Regions from separate parts of the Zea mays genome. Here region 1 is linked to region 2. The links are chromatin contacts, called in public Hi-C maps. All regions are on one chromosome and are shown on one strand. Each heading gives the region's core, a stretch centred on a gene start, on an enhancer-like site or on the middle of the called end of the contact. The rest is flanking DNA. Distances are from core to core; before and after follow the strand shown. Region 1 holds the start of LOC103627167 (U-box domain-containing protein 73). Region 2 holds the start of LOC103627164 (F-box protein At5g50450).

The links. A called contact is a pair of places that touch in the nucleus more often than the background predicts.
Region 1: a contact with region 2 is called in a Hi-C map of ear, with 2.0 times the contacts expected there. The contact joins the promoter of LOC103627167 here to the promoter of LOC103627164 in region 2. A contact is called at or near these places in 3 of 25 Hi-C or Micro-C datasets (ear, leaf and tassel).

What each region holds. Positions count from the first base shown.
Region 1 is chr5:164,818,373-164,822,252 of Zm-B73-REFERENCE-NAM-5.0, forward strand. LOC103627167 (U-box domain-containing protein 73) reads left to right here and starts at 1,256. Exons shown (of 3, transcript XM_008647470.4): 1 at 1,256-2,097; 2 at 2,777-2,833; 3 at 3,516-3,880. The coding sequence starts at 1,600.
Region 2 is chr5:164,600,187-164,604,634 of Zm-B73-REFERENCE-NAM-5.0, forward strand. It overlaps LOC103627164 (F-box protein At5g50450), which reads right to left and starts at 1,905. Exons shown (of 3, transcript XM_008647468.4): 1 at 1,590-1,905; 2 at 1,247-1,409; 3 at 62-1,031. The coding sequence starts at 1,762. The coding sequence ends at 234.

The DNA.
Region 1 (3,880 bases), core at 6-2,505, 220 kb after region 2:
AAGTGCAAATTTTTGGAGTACTCCTTTTACAGCTCTAAAATCCTTAAAAGACAACCTAAACATGTAGTTTAAAGGTATTTACCCACCATTGCCAGTGTTTATGAGAAAGCAATCTAAACTCTGAAGTAGATATGCTCCGTTCTAGAATTTGAGCAGAGCTATTTTAGGGTGGAGTAGAGCCATGCCAAACATGTCCTTAACCTCTCAAATCCCCTCCATTCTCGTGGCTACCAAACAAGCTAGAGGTTAGATCACATAATTCTTGTCCCCATTCACACTGCCGTCCATGACTAGGTTCGATTCTGACATCGCACAACACCATGATCTCGACTCCAACGGTCCAACCTCATGCTCGACTAGAGCCTGTTTGGAAGCACCCGATTTTTAAGAAACTAGTTTATTCCAAACAACACCCGATTTTTAAGAAACTAGTTTATTCCAAACATACTAGTTTATAGACATTGGATTATCGGTTTCTTAAAAACCAAGAATCTAGTCTCACCTAGCTAAAGGCAGTTTATGAAAACTGAGGTGGTTCTTAACACCGTTAACCAGTTTCTAGAAATTGTAGATATAAACTAGATTCTTAAAAACTAGGTTGCTTTCAAACAGGGCCTAACTCGTCAGGTCGTTTGCTGAGTAGAATGACTCCTCTATCAGGGTAGCCATGTTGCTGCTTAGGCCATGTACAATGGTGTTTAATATAGAGGTTTTTTGAGGTGTCTAAAGGGAAATTTGCAAAAAAAAAATCATATAGTCGTCCCTTCGTTAAGAGACATCTCTGACTCATAACAAGTAGTAACAGATGCCTTTACTTCCCTGGTACGAATTTGTCGTCTGTTATATCAATCTGATGCTCTAAAGACACATTCACTTTTGTATTTATTAATAGACTATATTTATAAACACTTTATTGTATAATAGAGTGTTTTAGTTGTCGTTTATGTTTAGAGAACCGATATGGTATCTTCCACTCTATATGCCCTTAGGTTGTTCGAGCGAACTTCCACAAACGTCGCCCTCATGGTGTTTCGACACTGGGTCGTAACCATGTCGGTTGTCGAGCATGCACACCTCGTTCGCTGTCGCAAAAGCACTCGCGCAAACCAGACTTGCTCGCAGCTCGCTCCCAGATGTCGCACCTCGCACATCCTGCCCCTCGGTCACTCCCCCTCCCCGCAGTCCCGCACTGCCTCACGCAAGCCTCCCACGGTCCCACCTGCCGACGGCATGCCTTACTGCCCGCGGCGGAGCACGCACAATTGCCTGTCTCCAGCGAGCGGCGAATGCCGTCGCTGTCTCGGACGCTGCCACGCTGGTATTGCCGCAGCCCGCAGGCGATCGAGGAAAGGACGAGACCTTAGTCCTTATGTGCTTCGTGCTCGACGAAATGTCTGATCGATCTCGCCGCGCCGCGCTATCCTCATAGGCAAACCACCACCGCTTCTCGCCCTCCCCTATATATATTGCCCTGAACCCAACGTCGTCATCGACTCTTCCGTCCAGAAACCAACTCACAAACCAAGAACCTACCAGGCCACCACCACCTCCTCATTCGCCTCGACTTAGCAGGGCAAGAGTCCTAGAAGGACAGGCGCCATGTCTTCCCCGAGGCTTTCGTCCAAAGAGGAGGAGTTGCTCCGCTCCGTGGAGAGGGCGATAGAGAGGAGCTACGCGGCCAAGCAAGCCACCAATGTACCGCTGTGGAGGCGGCTGCTCGGGAATGCGTCCAAGAAGAGCAAGAATGACTCCGCTGCCTTGACGACCGCTCCCCCGTCGCCTGGAGTTCTGGTAGGCACGCAGCGAGAAGAGCAGGAGCGCGCTAAGGAGGGTGCCGACGTCGCGAGTTCCGCGCCCAGGCATCCGTCGGAAGCAGGTGCCGAGGGAGACGACGTGCAGCCCGCGGCTCAGGACAGGTCTGTCCATGCGGCGACCATGATGAAGTCCGCGTTGGCGAGAATCCAGGGAGGCCAGAACAGCGGGGCGTTTGTTGATATGGAGCTTGCTATGAAGGGCCTCATGGATGTCTCCTTCAAAGGGAGGGAGAGAGTCCCCGTGTTGCCTGCCGAGTTCAGGTCCAAATGGCCTCATGGTAATGTACGTATCATAGATTGCTCTGCCTTCTTGTCTTTGGCTCATGCTGCGTTCTGCCTTGTCTCTCTTAAAGCATGTACAATCCATTTAATATGGAACCACCTTAAAAAACCAATGTTTAATATGGGTCTCTTGAGGTCTCTATGGGTTAGATGAAAAAAATTGCAAGAGACAGACTCTTCTCTTCGTGACTCTATATGCATATTGTCTCTTAACTGTATTTATAGTTTAGGGCTCAGAGTTGTATCACAGAGTCTCTTAAGTGTCTCTTGTATTTGGAAAACTACACAACTCTATGCATATTGTTTCTTAACTGTATTTATAGTCTAGAGGCTCAGAATTATATCAGAGTATCTTAAGTGTCTCTTGTACTTAGAAACCCGAAGCAACGTCTCAGGTTTGTGCATGCCCTTATCGGTTCTTAAAGTTCTTGATACATTGACAGTCTCAAGTGTTTGGTGTAGTCCTTTATTAGTTTCTTGATGGCTGGAATGTGGGGACGGGCTAATAACTTTGCTTTGCACCAATAAGCAGTTAGAGATGCTCATTGCTCCTTCTAATGACAAGGCACTCTTGAGTCTTGACTGAGTTAGGTGTAGTCCGCCAACAGTTCTTTTTAGGAGTTTTGTATTATTCCTGTTCTTTACATTAAATAGATCTCACAACAGTGATTTATTTACAGATATCACAACTGGAGAGAGATATTATTGCTGATCCGCTCATCCTGACGTCTGGACATGTAAGCACCCTTCTCATTTCAGTTTTTTCTTTGCAATTCCCGGCGGATACTTCGCTTTGTTTTGGCCATATGAATTCCACAGTCCACACTATCAGTTACCTTTTTCATTTCTGTTGATAATCTGCTGTATAGTGGTATTTCTCTCATGCTTCTGCTCTTGTGCCCTTGTGTCAGTTTGGTTATTCTTTTCAATTCTTTAACATTTTATCCAAATAAGCCAAAGTTGGTCGGTTTCCACATGTATTTTGTTCTGTTACCAGTTTTTGGACTAAAAAACACAAGGACTAAATTGTTCCATTACCAGTGACCTGTGCAACTGTGAAGTATACTTAGGATGCGCTAGTCTCAGTGTGGACTATACGGACTTGCAATGCTTGGGTTTATAGGACCTGTTAAGTTTTTAATGTCCACCATAATAATTTTGATCATATTATATACTCTCTCCGTTCTTTTTTATTTGTACCGTTTTAGTACAAAAATGAACTAACGGACGACAAATATTCGAGAAACAATGGAAAGCTCATATTTACCACGCAATATGTATATATTATATGCATTAATTGGATGTATTTCTGAGTCAATCATCTTCTTCATTGTTTGATGTACCATGCTAAAATTTCTGTCCAGTACATTAATCAAATCGATCGATGATGCCACCGAAATTTAACTTCTTGTCTTGCAGACCATTGACAGATTCTCCTACCAGTGGTCCTCTCTGGGGGCTGCAAAACGTTTCCTCACGGTTCCAAATCACCTCCTCCGTGACATCATAACAGCGTGGTGCCTTGACCACGAAATTCCTCTTCCATCCTCTACGTCTACTTCAGTTGCCAGTGAAGAGGCTCCTCCGCCTACAGAGGAAGAGATGCAGCTGCTCCTTGAGAAGCTCTCCATGCATTCGGCAGCGCAGAAGGAGGCTCTGCACAGGATCCAGCTTCTATCAACATCCTCCAAGGGCGTCCATCCCTGCCTTGACCGGTGGCAGGATCTGCTTCCTAAGCTGATGTGTCTACACAAGGAGTGGAGGTCAACATGGGCCAGGCAATG
Region 2 (4,448 bases), core at 655-3,154:
GCAAAGCATGCATAATCATGGGCGGCATGTCCAAGCATAATAAACTAAAACTAGTAGCATATATAGAAAACTCACAGGTATATATTTTAGAAATGGAAATATATATATCTAGGCGATTACACGAAGGAAAACAAAACTACTGTCTGACAGAAAGTTAACTGAGAACATAGGATAGGAGAGGTGTAGTAGCTAGCGCTGGTGAATAGCTAGCGGGCCGGCTCGTCGACGCATGTCTACTTAGGAGCAGGAGCATCAGCAGCAGCACCACCGAGATTGTTGTGGTGAGTGGCGCTATTATTGTTGACAGCGGGCATAGCAGCAGCATTGGCGCCGTCGTCGGCATTGACGACGGCGTGGTTGGCAATGGCTTCCATGAGCCACTGGTGCGTGGGGACGCACTCCCGCGTGTGGCCCATCCTCCAGTGCAGCGACTGGCAGGAGCGGGAGCAGTAGCGCGCGATGCCGCAGACGGGGCAGCGGCGGTACTCGAGGCCCCGCGTCTCCGGGCGGCCGCAGGTGGGCATGGAGCACATGAGCAGCAGGCGCCGCGGCGGGAACGGCAGCGGGTTCGCCGAGAACCAGTCGCACAGGAACCGGTTGGCCGGGTGCGCCCACCCCCGCAGGCTGGCCGGCACGGTGGTGAAGCAGCCGAGCTCGCTGGTGAGGCACCCGGGGTTGCCGACCACGTGGGCGTACGCCACCGCCTGCTCCGCCGCGGTCGGGTACGTGGCGCGGAACTCCCGCAGGTTGGCCGTGAAGGTGAGGCGGCGGCCGGCCTCGGCGTCCTGCCGCACGCCCAGCCCGTTGCTGACGCAGAAGGCCAGGTCGCGCAGCGCGCCCATGTGGCCGCGGCACGCCGCCAGCGCGAACAGGTTCGCGGCCGCCAGCGGCTGCCTCTGGTTGTGGTCGATGCAGCTGCCGTTGTAGTAGACGACGGCCGCGGCGAAGGCGGCGTGCGCGTGGCCCGACCGCACCGCCATCAGCATGCGGGACCACCCATGGGTCTGGAGCCCCAAGCAGTAGAACTGGATCTGTGTGTGTCGATCGGGTGCGTGCAGACAGAGAGAAGCCGAAAGATCCCCGATCGATGGACATGGATGCATCCATCAATCGATCAGTATGTATTCACTTCAGTTTATGTGATGTGCGTTCGTTGTCCGCGTAGTAGACTACTAAAGACAAGCACGCAGGACCACTTATAGTACTCGGGAGACGGGAATGAGACACACGGGCCGGGACGACGCACCATGCCGAGGAAAAAGTTGGCGTCCGCGTTGCCGTTGTCGCCGCAGAAGCGGAGGAAACGGTCGGCGGCTGCGCACCACCTGCGCGGGAGCACGGACACGCACGCCGCCGACGCCGCCCGGATCACCTGCGGGTTAGTCACCAGCCTGCAGAACTCCTGGCACCTGCATGCCATGGTTCGAAGCGGAGCTAGTAATAATCAACAATTAATTACTCCAAGCATGCATGGGCTCGTCCATGTCATGCTGTGCCTTCTTCCAGCAGAATCAGAGAGCAAACCAAAAAAAAAAACATGTAGCTAGCTAGGCTAGGATGCATGGGGTCCGGCCGGCGCGTGCACGTACACAAGCATGACGTTGAAGAGGTCGGCGGGCTTGTCCGCGGCCGACGACAGGGCGGTGAGCACGGAGAGGATCAGCTCCTGGGGCAGCACCTCGAACGCCCCCATCTGGTTCGCCACAACCCGTGGCGCCGCCCCCACCCGAGGCCTCTTCGCCTGCAGACACAGACTCACCATACTGCCAGTAGCTAGTGCTCCTTTCACTCCGATCCTCGGAGTGAAGAGAGAAGATGGAGATAGTTAAGCGGAGGCTGGCCATGGCGGTGCTATTTATAGCGAGGGGAGGAGGCGGGGTGGGCACGCAGATGCGGCGCGCGGCCAGTTTACCCAAAACCCCTGCTGCCCCCCGGGGTCGCGCGCCGTTAGTTAGGATCGACGGCATGTCCTCCGTCCGGGACAGCCGTTCGCCTGCTGCTTCGAATCGAACGTTTTGCATGCCCCCCAACAGGCCCACGGCCTTCCTAAGCTTGTTCGTACGTGGGCGCTCTTGCGTTAACTTTGGCCACCACTAAGACACTGAATTTTAAACATATATGCGATTTAATAGTTCATTAGAAAGATGAGAAATAATGTTAAAACATATATATAGTCACTTCATTATATGTTAAAACAAATTACGATGCGAAATGTTAAAACATACCACAAGAATGATAGATGTACTTTTACTGGAAACAATTCAAACATGCCACAAGAGCATATTAGAAAAGAACATGTAGCTAGATTGTGTGGTACGGTATTTGACAAGAACAACATGTAATATATAGTCACATGGGGACATTTTAAACCTGCCATCATAGATGGAAACACCTAAAAACAAATTTGAGTAGCAACAACACCTGTCTAGCAAATCCTTTCCTTGATCAAGCAAGAGGCGGACCGCTGTATTGACGTCGGAGACTCTAAGTTAGACAGCTTATTCGTGAGTAATCGCCTAAGCCCCATCTTTAATTTGCTAGGGGAGCAACCCGAATTGTAAAACAACACCCTGCCCATAGTAGTGTGTCCTTGCAACTTCAACATTTTCTCGATCTTCATCCAAAGATGCACAAACTTCTTTGCATGCTTTCGAAAAAAGAATGACAACAAAATTATATAGTGTTTTGCCATAGCAACAATTCAATTGTGCAACAAGAACCATCCAAACATAGATTGAGTGATCGTTAAGAAATTATCAGAGGAATTACAACAAAATCTCATAGAGAAAATGCTATCAACATAAAAGAATATTAAAAATATAATTTGAAAAATACAGGTTCGCCATGAGAACAATTAAAAATACCCCAATACAAAACTGTATTGATACAATATTCCTTATTAGTTCTTGATATTATATAAACCAAGGTAGTGTAGCAAAATATGTTGTATGACCGCGAGCAACTTGTGCTTATAGATAACGCCTCTTGTACTAATAATTTATGTGGTGGGGATGATAGTAGTTTCTATTATACATCTAATATATAATAGCTTGTGCACAAACAGTGTAGCAACTTTGCAGAACTTCATTTGTAGGTTAGGTTAACATCGCTGACATATAAATTGATAGTAAGAATAGTATTCCCAAAAGTATACAATATGGATCATGTTATGTTAGATTTATGATAAACATTGCAAAACAAAGATTAATGCCAAATAAAGAAAATGTTCATATTTGTAGGGATAATGGACTAGTATCGCACAATGCAAACTTCTTGCATGCTAACGTCAGTCATCAATCCACATCACGACAAAAAAACTCATCATTTCACCCCATGCACGTGTATCCTCAAACCACACAAAAAGTTGCATCTACTTAGGGTATCCACAACGGTTACTAAACTGATAGCTTACATACGGTTTCATCTGGCATAATGGAGGAGAATAACACGCTAGCGTGTCTAAACTCACTAGTCTACATGAACCACAAAAAAGCTCTATCTCTCAAATCGAATGCTCTATGTAGAGTCACGTCATACTTCTTGTATTTTTTATTGTTTTCAGTGTCTACCCAATTACATTAGCGATTTGGCATTACCATTGAGAATGTCCTTAGCCCATATGCGGGACAACCGCAAAAGAAGAGAAAGAGTATAGTAACATATATGTAGAAGGCCCAAGTTTTATAAATGGAGAAAATAAAACCAATAAGTGACAAGTGAACTCGTCTAGAAAGTGACGCACATGGGCCTTGAGAATGTGTGCCCAAATGATCTTATTTGGCCCACATGATTGTGAGCATAAAGTGCTTATAGGGTGGGTGGCATTTGTTTCCCTCCATTTGGATGATGGGCCAAATGATTTCCATGAAAAAACATCCTTCATTAAATGTTTTGTGACACTATGGACCTTATGTTGTGGATCATTCAAATGTTTGAATGCTTCTTGTTAACATAATTGAACCCAAGACTCTTGTGTTATGAGTAGTTGACCATGTTTGTGTAGAACCCCCATTCTCTAATGTGCTTGTATGTATAATGTGGGTGTTTAGTCGTCACTAAATATGCATCAGGAAGTTACAAACAAAAGATTATACTTTGATTAGAAGTGAGAAGCTTAGTAAGTTTAAATGTCCCAACCATACCAATCATGGTGTTTAAGAGTTGAGGTGATATTTAGGGTCTGCAAACAAAAAGGTTTGGGCTTAGTTGGAGCAGAGCTGGCTTTAAAGCGCAAAAATGGTTAGAGGTAGAGAATGCACCTTGAATTGAACTCAAGTGAGGCTTGTGAGTGAAGAGGTGGATAAGAGGATATGTTAGGATTGTGGGTCATATGCATGGCCGAAGTCGAGCTCTCGGAGGCTAGCATGTTTTTGGCTAACGGATTAGGGATGTGGTGTGAGCATTGGGAGGCTAGAGACGAGAGTGAATGTATGGAAATAAAGGGGGGA